Regions from separate parts of the Anas platyrhynchos genome. Here region 1 is linked to region 2. Evidence: chromatin contacts called from public Hi-C data. All regions are on one chromosome and are shown on one strand. Each heading gives the region's core, a stretch centred on a gene start, on an enhancer-like site or on the middle of the called end of the contact. The rest is flanking DNA. Distances are from core to core; before and after follow the strand shown.

Evidence for each region. A called contact is a pair of places that touch in the nucleus more often than the background predicts.
Region 1: a contact with region 2 is called in a Hi-C map of liver, with 3 times the contacts expected there. The contact joins the enhancer-like site here to the promoter of VPS18 in region 2. A contact is called at or near these places in 4 of 8 Hi-C or Micro-C datasets (liver, skeletal muscle and subcutaneous adipose tissue).

Annotation. Positions count from the first base shown.
Region 1 is chr5:33,277,688-33,282,676 of IASCAAS_PekinDuck_T2T, forward strand. It overlaps INO80 (INO80 complex ATPase subunit), which reads right to left. Exons shown (of 36, transcript XM_038179341.2): 25 at 4,486-4,626; 26 at 106-331. Among named protein-coding and RNA genes, the nearest start is that of INO80, 39 kb to the right of the region's middle. Within about 2 kb of position 1,379, at least 1 of the 8 cell types and tissues checked has an H3K27ac peak or open chromatin away from gene starts, as enhancers often do. A contact at or near this core is called in subcutaneous adipose tissue, where this site is marked.
Region 2 is chr5:33,075,042-33,080,047 of IASCAAS_PekinDuck_T2T, forward strand. VPS18 (VPS18 core subunit of CORVET and HOPS complexes) reads left to right here and starts at 3,623. Exons shown (of 5, transcript XM_027457926.3): 1 at 3,623-3,810. The coding sequence starts at 3,720.

The DNA of each region.
Region 1 (4,989 bases), core at 129-2,628, 200 kb after region 2:
AAGATGAGCAAGCAAAACACAAAACAGTAAGCAAGCAGCATGACCTCCGAAGAGCAGATGGCCTTACTTATCTCATCCCTCTGCCATGACAACCTCCAAACTTACCTGGTATCCTGATAAAAGACCAGCCGTTCTGAGGCCTGATTCCCAACAGTCCTCCTGGATATTCTGGGAAGAACTGGGAGCATTGCTTCAGCCAGTCAGCTGCTAGTTCAGGGGCTCCATTGACTACACACTGCTTTGCTTCAAGACTTCCTCCTTCCCTTAGTGCCCTGCGCTCATATTCTGCGCTTCGATCGTTGCAATAGAACTCTAGTGGCACAGCTGTTACCTATGAGTAAAATCATAATTGACATTCTTATTCAGGTTGTCCTCATCCCCTTCCCCAAATTCCCAGTTCAGTTACCTTCCCAGTGGTTCAAATTTTAAAAGCCAAATCATTACTGATGTATACAAATAGAAAACAACCTTAAACTGGTTTACAATAAAGGAAGATGCAACATCTTTCCACCCCACAAAAAAAGCCTCAAGAATGATAAGACAAACCATTTGCATTTTGATACAGTGTTTTGTGCTAATTCCTACACAACTGATAGCAAAGCTGAGAGTAAAAGAATAATATCCTTGCTGCATTTTGCCTATATTTCTTTTCCTTTTTTTTTTTTTATTTCTGCCCTTCACAATCAAGTATTTACCTAGCAGAGACTGAAACTTTAAGTGCAGTGAAAGAAGCACCTTACTATTGCAGCTTTTATGTTTTGGAAGGGGGAGGAATTTCTTCTTCAAGCTTACTCTGGTATGATGCAACTGACTGCTACATATTGAGAATAATATACATAACATTATAGCATGTCAATAAAAAGCTTCTAATGGCTTAACTAAATGCTAAGCAGTGAAACAGCAACAATTTTTCATACTGTACTTTAGAACTGCATGATGAAGCATCCCATACCTCAGGACAGGCTGCCTGCTGTCTTAGATGCTAGCTACTCCTCTCTGGACATACACCAGCTAACACAAGGCAAGAGACATTAAGCAAGATCTTCTTGATGAAAGCCTGTGGTCTACTCCTGGTTTACAGGAGCTCTTCTCGTAAGAATAAATTCATCTTGCTAACAGTTACCTTTGTAAGGGTCACTCTCTTGTTTAAAAAGATTCATGAGCACAATTATAGGACATATTGAAACAAAACCCAAAAAGCATACAGAATCTTAGCAACAATTCTAAAGCCATTGTTCTGCAAGATACCAAGAGCTATTTTTATACTAGGATGGCTTATAGGTCTACATGCAGTCGCATGCAACACTGCAAAGTGAAAGGCACTGCGCTAAGTAAGGCTTTATACACATTTCCACCACTCGCTAGATAATGCTGGAGCTGATGCTATCTTGTACTGCCACCTGCAGTCAAAGTATAGGACTGTCTTTTGTGTGAGAGGGCAAAACCTCTCACAATTCAGTTCAAATCTTGTTGCCTCAACACTGATGACCACTGCAAACTATGGTAGAGAACTGCATTGTTTCCTTTAAGGACACTATTAGCCATCACTTAACCATCATCAATTTCTGTTTGTATTTCCTTACTAAATAGACTGGAACAAACACTCTTCCAAGCACAGGCAATCTATAATACCTCACCTAAAGGAAGAACTATTAGGAGTCAATCTTGAGATGAACTCTGCCTCAGTGCAACTTCTGCATGAACATGAACAAAACTTCCCACACAGGAGGGAATAACACCTGTGTGACACTGACTAACATCTGAGGACATCAGACCATCTTCACTGTCAGCTCCACTTTTTTTTTAATGCACACATACACTAATTCGGAGTTCTCCATCTTTTACATTGCCTTACATGAAAAAAAAAAAAAAACCACAAAATATTCTGAAACAGGTCAAAAAAGTCTTCCATTTAAGCTTGTTCATGCTCCTGCTCTTACCATGGCCCTTTTGCCATGGTTCTTTTTTTTGTTTCAGTTTCGTTTTTGTGGTTTTACTTGTAATAAAAGGTTGGATACACTCCTTAGTACTAACCTATCCTTTATCAACATATTCTTGGCAAATCCACAGAATGCAAGTCATGGCTCAGAAATATGTCCCAAATTAGGGTGATAGGGATATATGAATGTATTACCACTTTTAATTCAGTAGCTTAGTAATTTTAAAACTTATTTTTGGGGAATTGAGGCCTATTTGTACTCAGGAAAACAGCCCCTATAGAAAGAAAACTACGGTGCTAAATACCCCCTCTCCACTAGTCCCCCCCACCCCGATAGTTGCTACATAAACATACGCTCCTATTTCTATTATTCGCTCCATTAACTTCCCAAAATTCATCACAGGTCAAACAACAACAGAAGGCTATAGTTTCTGAGAACATATGTGCTCTTTCTGCTGTTTCAAGTCTTGTGCACTCCTGCCAAAAGTTTCTAACAAGCGTAAAATTAAGCCTTTGTATTCCTAGAAACAAAAAGCCATGCCTGCACTTAATCATTTTTCTACACCAGCCAAGACAAAAACAAGTAACTTTTATTCAGTTGAATAAATGTCAGATAGATCTCTGCTCGCCTTTCCCTTCCCCTTCAAACCCAGCCTTCTGAGCCCCTCTTCCTTGCCTAATGCATAGGCAGTATTCAACGCATTCTTCAAAAGTAATTCAATTTTGAGCACAAAAAGTGACAAATCAAAGGATCGAAATTTGAAGGAGAAGGGATTTCTACAATTTGCTTTCAGAGTAACTGCTTGTCCTTGAACCTTGAAGGTAGCATGTTGTGACCAGGAGACGGTATGAGACTTTGGAAAAAGTTAATTGGGTTCCTGGCCCCTAGAACTGAAGGATATCAATTCAGCTCAAGGAGCAGTATATAGGTGATAAGCTGTCCTAGATGCCATCCTCCCTTCTTCAGATACCAAGATAATACACATACATGCAGCCACATCTGATCAAGCTGCAGCAACAACATCAGTACTGGTTGAAGAATGTAACATCTGGATGGTCTCGCAATAAAAGTCTTCTGCTATTGACCTGGTTTTGTATATACAAATAGCATTAAAATTCCTCTTTAAATGATAGGGATTTTATTAGCCTGATACTGCTTCAAAGTAACTGGAAGCAGATGTCCTCGTTCTTAGTCCCACTGACACCCACTTTTCAGTTAAGGTAGGGCTCTCCCTCAAGAGCAGAGGGTTGACCAGGAGAGTCCTGGGTATGTGACAGTATACGGGAAAAAATTGTAACATTAATTATTTCCTGCAGGAGAGAAAAAGTTTGTGTTTTATTTGAACATGAAGCAATGCAAGATAAGCCTATTATATAAATTATCATTTGTTGATTTGGAGTTTATCATTTACATTACTTAATTTACCAGACTAAGCTGAGAACAGCAAATAACATGGTAAAGAAAAAGAAAAATCTAGGGGGGGAATCTACCAAACTAACTACACACTGCCTACTTGGTGGTGCACAGCTTCAGCTTTCCTGTTCTTAACAGGACCAAGGATGTGCCCAGCAGCCAGAGACACTCCTGTAGAACTTTATATCTCACCCAGCATGCTATAAAATCTATCACTGTGTGGCATCCAGGGCATGTTTATCTTACTTTTAGCTGTTTCCTCAAAACTAATGTTCATCCACGCGATTAGGAGAAACAGTGTTCAGTGATTTATCTTTTAGCGAGAGCATGGGTCAGAACCTCCTTTTTTACAAAAGGTTATTCTGAAGGTGGAAACTCTCTATAGATATGCTTATCTATTATGATGACAAATGGTAGATTCAAGCCCAGATTTGAATCATAAGTACATTTTGTTCAGTTTTGCCAAGATCTAGCAACACAGAATTAAAACAATAGCCATAGACTTATGAGGGTCTCTTGTGTCAGCCAAGGAAACTTCAGCTAAAGTAATTTCAAAATTTGGTTAATAGTTGATAGATAATCCCAAGCAGTACCACTTAATACCCAGGAGATTTAGGAAATGGCAACTCAGCCCTGATATACCACAATTTAGTGTTTCATTTTTGGAGCATAAGTTCATGCAACTAGAGAAACTGAACATCCTTTTCAAAAAAAGTCCTCAGCCCCCTTTGTCATCAGAGTTGACCAAACAATCATCCCAATCAATTTATATCATACCTACACCCCCTTCAGATTATATGGAGATAAAAAAAATCTACTTCACGATCTCTTCTACAATTTTACTGCTTTTGGTATTAGGAAAGAAAGTGAAATCTATGTATCTCAGAATAACTCCTGTTGGGTGCATCTCACAACTTTCCTTTTCCCTTCAGTACCCATTGCAGTCATTTCCCCTATGAAGTGACTTCCCCTATGAAAAAAGCACTATAGAATACGGTAGCAAAAGGATATCCTCACAACAATTTTACCCAACCAAAAGAAAGTAATAGATCATCCTGTTCCTAAGACACAATTCTAACAAGATTTAAAACACAATAGAAAATACATAATTTACAACTTAACTTGGACTTACCCGTGGGCTGGCTATGCACAGGAAGGACGGCAGCTCAGTCACCTGGCAGCACCGTACACATGAGGTAGCTGATCTCCTTCGATGTATGACATGATCTGAATAGCCAGTAACTGCTTTACAGTGGCTACTGAACACAAGGTTCTAAAAACAAAATTAAAATTAAGAAGTTATTAGGTCTGTAACGAAAAACTCCTCTCAAATCTTGTAACCACCTATGAAAAAGACAGGAAAAGAACATTCACCAAGTATTTCTCTTGGAAAGAGGAAACTCTATGTGTCTTCCGCAGTGACAACGTACAGATCTCTGAGCAATTATCAGAACTCTTGCAATGGCTAAAATCAGAATAGCTCATACTCATATTTGCCTTTATGCTCTATTGGAACTAGAAACAAGTTTTTCCTTTTTTGAACCCTTTGACCTTAGCTTTTCTAATGAAGGAAGTAGAGGAATATTCTAATAGATCTGACCCTAAAACCATTTTCTGGCTGTTCTTTTATCTATTC
Region 2 (5,006 bases), core at 2,373-4,872:
ACTGAGGGATTAGCCAGAGGGTGCTGGCCATGGGAAAATGGTTTTCTCAATGCAAAAGCATGTTTCTGTCCTTCCTCTCTTGTGTTTGTATGCTCATTTTGGCACTTACACCTAGAGAGTTTTCATTAGGGCATTCAGTGTGTTAACTGAAGGACAGCATGCTCTGAAGTGGGAAAATTTACTGAGCTGTCAGAAGAGCTGTAGTAAGTTGGTCTGTGATATGGTTCCATGCAGTGCTTACTGGTCTGCAGGATGTTTGCTCCTGACAATCGGCTTGGAAAGCATGGGAGAGTGGTTAATGTTTAGGAGGTGGGCTCTGGCAAACTCCTTTCAAGCTTTGATTTCTTTTCCAGTGTAAATTATAATTGTTTTATAGATTCTTACTGAGCTGAGTTCCAGCTGAGGTTCTTGCAGGCAACCATGATACCCATGGCTAGACAACTGTGGGACCTTCTTTTTGCTATAGTAGGTACGTACATATAAGACATTTGGTCACTCAGAGGCACCATTTGCATCACTGGGGAAGAGACACAAATGGGAGAAGGTCTCTTGATTGGGTGGGGGACATAGGCATATGCAGCATTTTCCTCAAAGCAAGCATGGTCTGAGAGCCTGTCTGAGAGCCTGGCTATACATGTATGTTACACCCTTCTTGGTATCTTATGGAAGTTGTTGCTTTTGGGGAAGTACATTTGTTTGCCCATGGCTTTTACAAATGAGGAATACTTTTGTATTGATCACAATAAAATAATACTCTACAGACAGGGAGGTAGAGGGATAACCAGTACCACAACTACAGCAAAAATCTATGAGGAAGTCCAGGGTTTAATTCACATTATAATTTTGTTACCAGGTTATCTCCAGGGCAGTTCACGTAATTTAAATATGAGCTGCCTTTGTTGTGTCCTTACCTCTCCTGAAAGCCACATCTTCCCGCCCACCCTTCTGCACCAGCACTTGTGTTTAGATCATGGATCACAGTCACCTGGTGCGTGGCACTGACCTGGCTCACTCATCTCACAGATGAGCTAATATTGGCACACAGAACGGGCTGGGCAGGGCAGCCAGGAGTGGCAGAGATGGTATTGTGGAAGCCCGGATTTAGGCAAGCTCAATCTTCTGGGTATCCAGACCTCCAATATAGTATGTGTTCATCCACACTGTTGTCTACAATCTGTTCCTGACAGAAGTTGAGTAGATAAGACATTATAGAGTATCTAGATGTTGATAGCTGTGCCCATAGCTGGGAGAAAACATTTACTGTTTAAGCTGAAGCTACTGTGAATGTGAGCACATCCATTAGAAAAAAAATAAACAAACAAACAAAAAAGGCCAGAATTTAGGCTTCCAGTTGAAACAGATCACCAAAATTGTTCACTGAAATCTCTCTCATGAGTCCCTCTTGTAGACTTGCACTACTACTACACACAAAAAGTAATCATCTTGATTCTCCACACAGTCCTGGTGAATCAAAGACCTCATAAATCCTTTGCCCACAACCCTTGTTCCCCTCTTCTTTTCGGAACATCAAACCTGTGAATGCAGCACTGGGATATAATTATTGCACATGTTTGTAAATTAAATAATCACAGCAGATGATAGTGCAGATGGACAGAGCAGACTTGTGGGCCTGGGTTAGCTTTAGGCTGATGTTTCATTCCCAAATAAAGGGAGGATCTGGCATCCAATTTAACCACACTAAACTCAGACAAAGCTTTCTTGTGAGGTATCAGTCCTAACCGGTGTTGGTATCTACCAAAATGGGAAAGAAAATCTCTTCCATTTCTGGATCTGACCAAGAAAAGAAAGGTTATAAAAATATGTCCTGTGGGATTTGAATGGAAATATTCCATGGACCTGTACACTGAGAAATTTGTGCACAAATTTCAGTTCAGCCTAATTTCCAGTCACATTTTGGGATGGCTTTTCCACTTACCAAGCAATCATTCACTCTTGTACTGCTAAAAATACAAAAGTATAAGCATCATTGTTTAAGGCAAAAGGGGAGACCTCATCTAAAAGGAGGGGTTAATTCATGTTACGTGAAGACAAGCTGAAGCTGCAACTGCTGCAGAAAATACTAGTATGCTGGTATGTTCCAGGAAACTGTCTCATTTTCTTTTCTTCTTTTTTTATGAGAAGAAAGGAAAAATCCTGGTCTGGTAAATCTTGGGTTTTCAATCAGAATGAAGGTTCTAAGTTGATTTTTTTGTGAAGGAAGTTAATGCCTGATTGGGAGGACTATTTACACTACAGGACAGTGTTTGAACAAGAACAAATTGATTCAGACTAGCCATGGCTTACATTAGAGTGGAAATCAGAGCTCAAAATCATGAGAGCAATCAGCATCTGGGACAGGTACGGGCTGGAGCAGTTGGGGAAAAAAACCCACGCTTTCAGACAGAGCTTGATAGGAACGGAGAAAGGAGTATATGATGTGGTATCTGCCAGAGTGGGAGAATGGATCTGATAGTCCAATAAAACCCTTCCTACCTAATTTTCCTAAACCTAATGCGATTTGTGTGTACCTTTTGAAAAGCCAAATGAGAACACTTGCAGTTTATGATGATAAGGATGATTGGAGAGCAAAGGAATGTGGTTTTGTTATGTCTCAGAGCTGTCACACAAAGATGGTAAACAGCTGGGGCTGGACCTGGGTTTAGGCTTCTGCCAGTGCTTGCAGACAGGCTGAGTCAGGAAGAGCCACCTTGTGTTTTCAGCCAAGCAGACACAGGTGACCCCGCAGAGGAATGCTACAAAAGCCTCCAGCAGCCCAGCCAGCGTGGGACCTGCGTGTCTGGCTCTGCACTGGGGAGAAGGCCTGAGGCACAGAGCTGTGTTTTGGAGCAATGTTTATGGGGGTGAGGTTTGCAGAAGAAGGGCAGAGGAAAAGGAGATGTAACTGTGTTAGTTTGTACATGTGCCACTGCTACTAGTGGTGCTACTCACTGCCAGCTGATGTGCAAAGATGGGGATGACCAACTTTAATTTTGCAATGTGTCTGTCTGTGCTTTAAACTGCCCTGTACTCTAAGGGATAACATTTCTGTTTCTGCCAGGTGTTGTGAAGTTTACACATAATATATTTTGTATACATACAGTACATACACACACGTTCTCATTGTAAAATAATATAAATCAGATGAAGCCTGAAAGTGTTGTGTAAGATTAACTTCATTAACCCCAGATACGAAGTCTGCTAGTTTAGAGGGCAAAGCTGTAAATACAACTGTTGGCATAATCCGAACACAACAAAAATCCAGGTTTGAAGTATTGTTGATACAGAAGTTGGGTCTAACAAGCAAGCTTTGCCTAGAAAGATGGGACAAACAGGCAGAGTAAATCTATCCCAATTCAAGGTCAGCCTTACGCTGGATCACCACCTGCTTTGTGGCAATCACTGCTTAGCTACAAAGCCAAGACTGGATCAAACAGTCACAAAAAAAAGACGTGTCAGTTTGCATGGAAGTGTTTATTAGCAGCCAGCTATGGTTTGAGGACACCAGATGCGTGCGCATCCACCACTACAGCGAGAATCCCCCCGCCGCCATCTTGAGGAGGCGGCGCCCTCACCCCCCCCTGCTCCGGGAGGGGCGGAGCGGGGGGGGGGCGGCCACGGCGCAGGCGCGGAGCGGCGGCGGGCGGGCACGTGAGGCGGCTCACGTGAGGGCTGGCGGAAGCGGCCGTTGGCGGCGGCCGTTGGTGCGGCCGTTGGGCGCCATGGCGTCCATCCTGGACGAGTACGAGGACTCCCTGCACCGCTCCGCCGCCGTGCAGCAGAGCCGCGCCGCCGTGGGCATCCCGCACTCCGGTAAGCGCCTCTCCGCTGCCCGGACGGACGGACGGACGGGCCCCGGTGCGGCACGTCAGGCGCCGGGGTGCCTCAGGACGAGGGGTGTCCCTGAAAGGCCGAGTGCCCCGAGGCGCCGTGTGGTGGGTGTCTGTGGCAGGCGGCGTGCCTACAGCCTCACCGCGCTGCAGCACGGCTAGGTCAGGGCTGGGGGAGCTGTCAGAGGCCACATCAACAGCTTCCTCTTTTTTAATTTTTAGTCTTTGTCAAGGAACCCAACTGCTGCAGCCGCAGTGGCTGTGCAGGCAGTTGTACCTGCATGGGGTTGGTTTCCTATACTGGCGCAACTTTCTAAAAGTTTCGCTGTTTGGGGTGATTTGGGGTGTGCAGTCAGTGTAAAGCAATGGTATGGTGACCAGTCGCTCATTTCTTTCATATGTGAGAAAGCAACCAAATGGCAAGCACCCTTCTTGATAAATCCAAGGTAAACCCCGTAGGTTCAGTAATAGATGGCCATCAGATGCCACTTCATATTGAATGCTGGGGGAGGAAATGTTGGTTGAGGGAGGATTCTGTGCTACCTGTTATCATCAAGGTAGTACCAACTGCTATGCAGAGCTGGCATATGGGGGTTACACTTCTGGAAATGCATTGGCATGTTATTTCAAGTCTTTTCCTCATACAGTGCTGCCCGCTGTCTTTGGGGAAAACAGGTTGGGATGCTTGTATACATGGCATTGATGAATTGTCATACTCATATATGCATTGACATACTCATGTATGTATTATAAAGAAAAAACACACAAAATTACTCTGAATCTACATACTTAAGTAGATATGTACCTACTGTTTGTTTTAATGTATGTTAAGTTATTTTGTTGCATGATGTTATGTAAGAGTAAGTGTCCTGAATAGGTTTCGTTGAACAAAACAGTGTTGGGACATGGTGCCAGCTGAAAATACATTTCCAAGGACTCAACTTTTCTTCTTGACTTATGCAACGCTGTCTTCGGTCATGGCTGTCTTACAGTTGGGAAATCTGCCTGTTTGGTGACAAATGATGTTGGCAAAGGAGGTTTTGGAAACTGCTTAATTGCAAGGACTCAGTCCAGTCATGATTTCAGTCATTCATACATCAGAATGCTTTGCCATTTTGGAACAAAACTTAGCCTGATAGAATCACAGAATTTCTAGGTTGGAAGAGACCTCAAGATCAA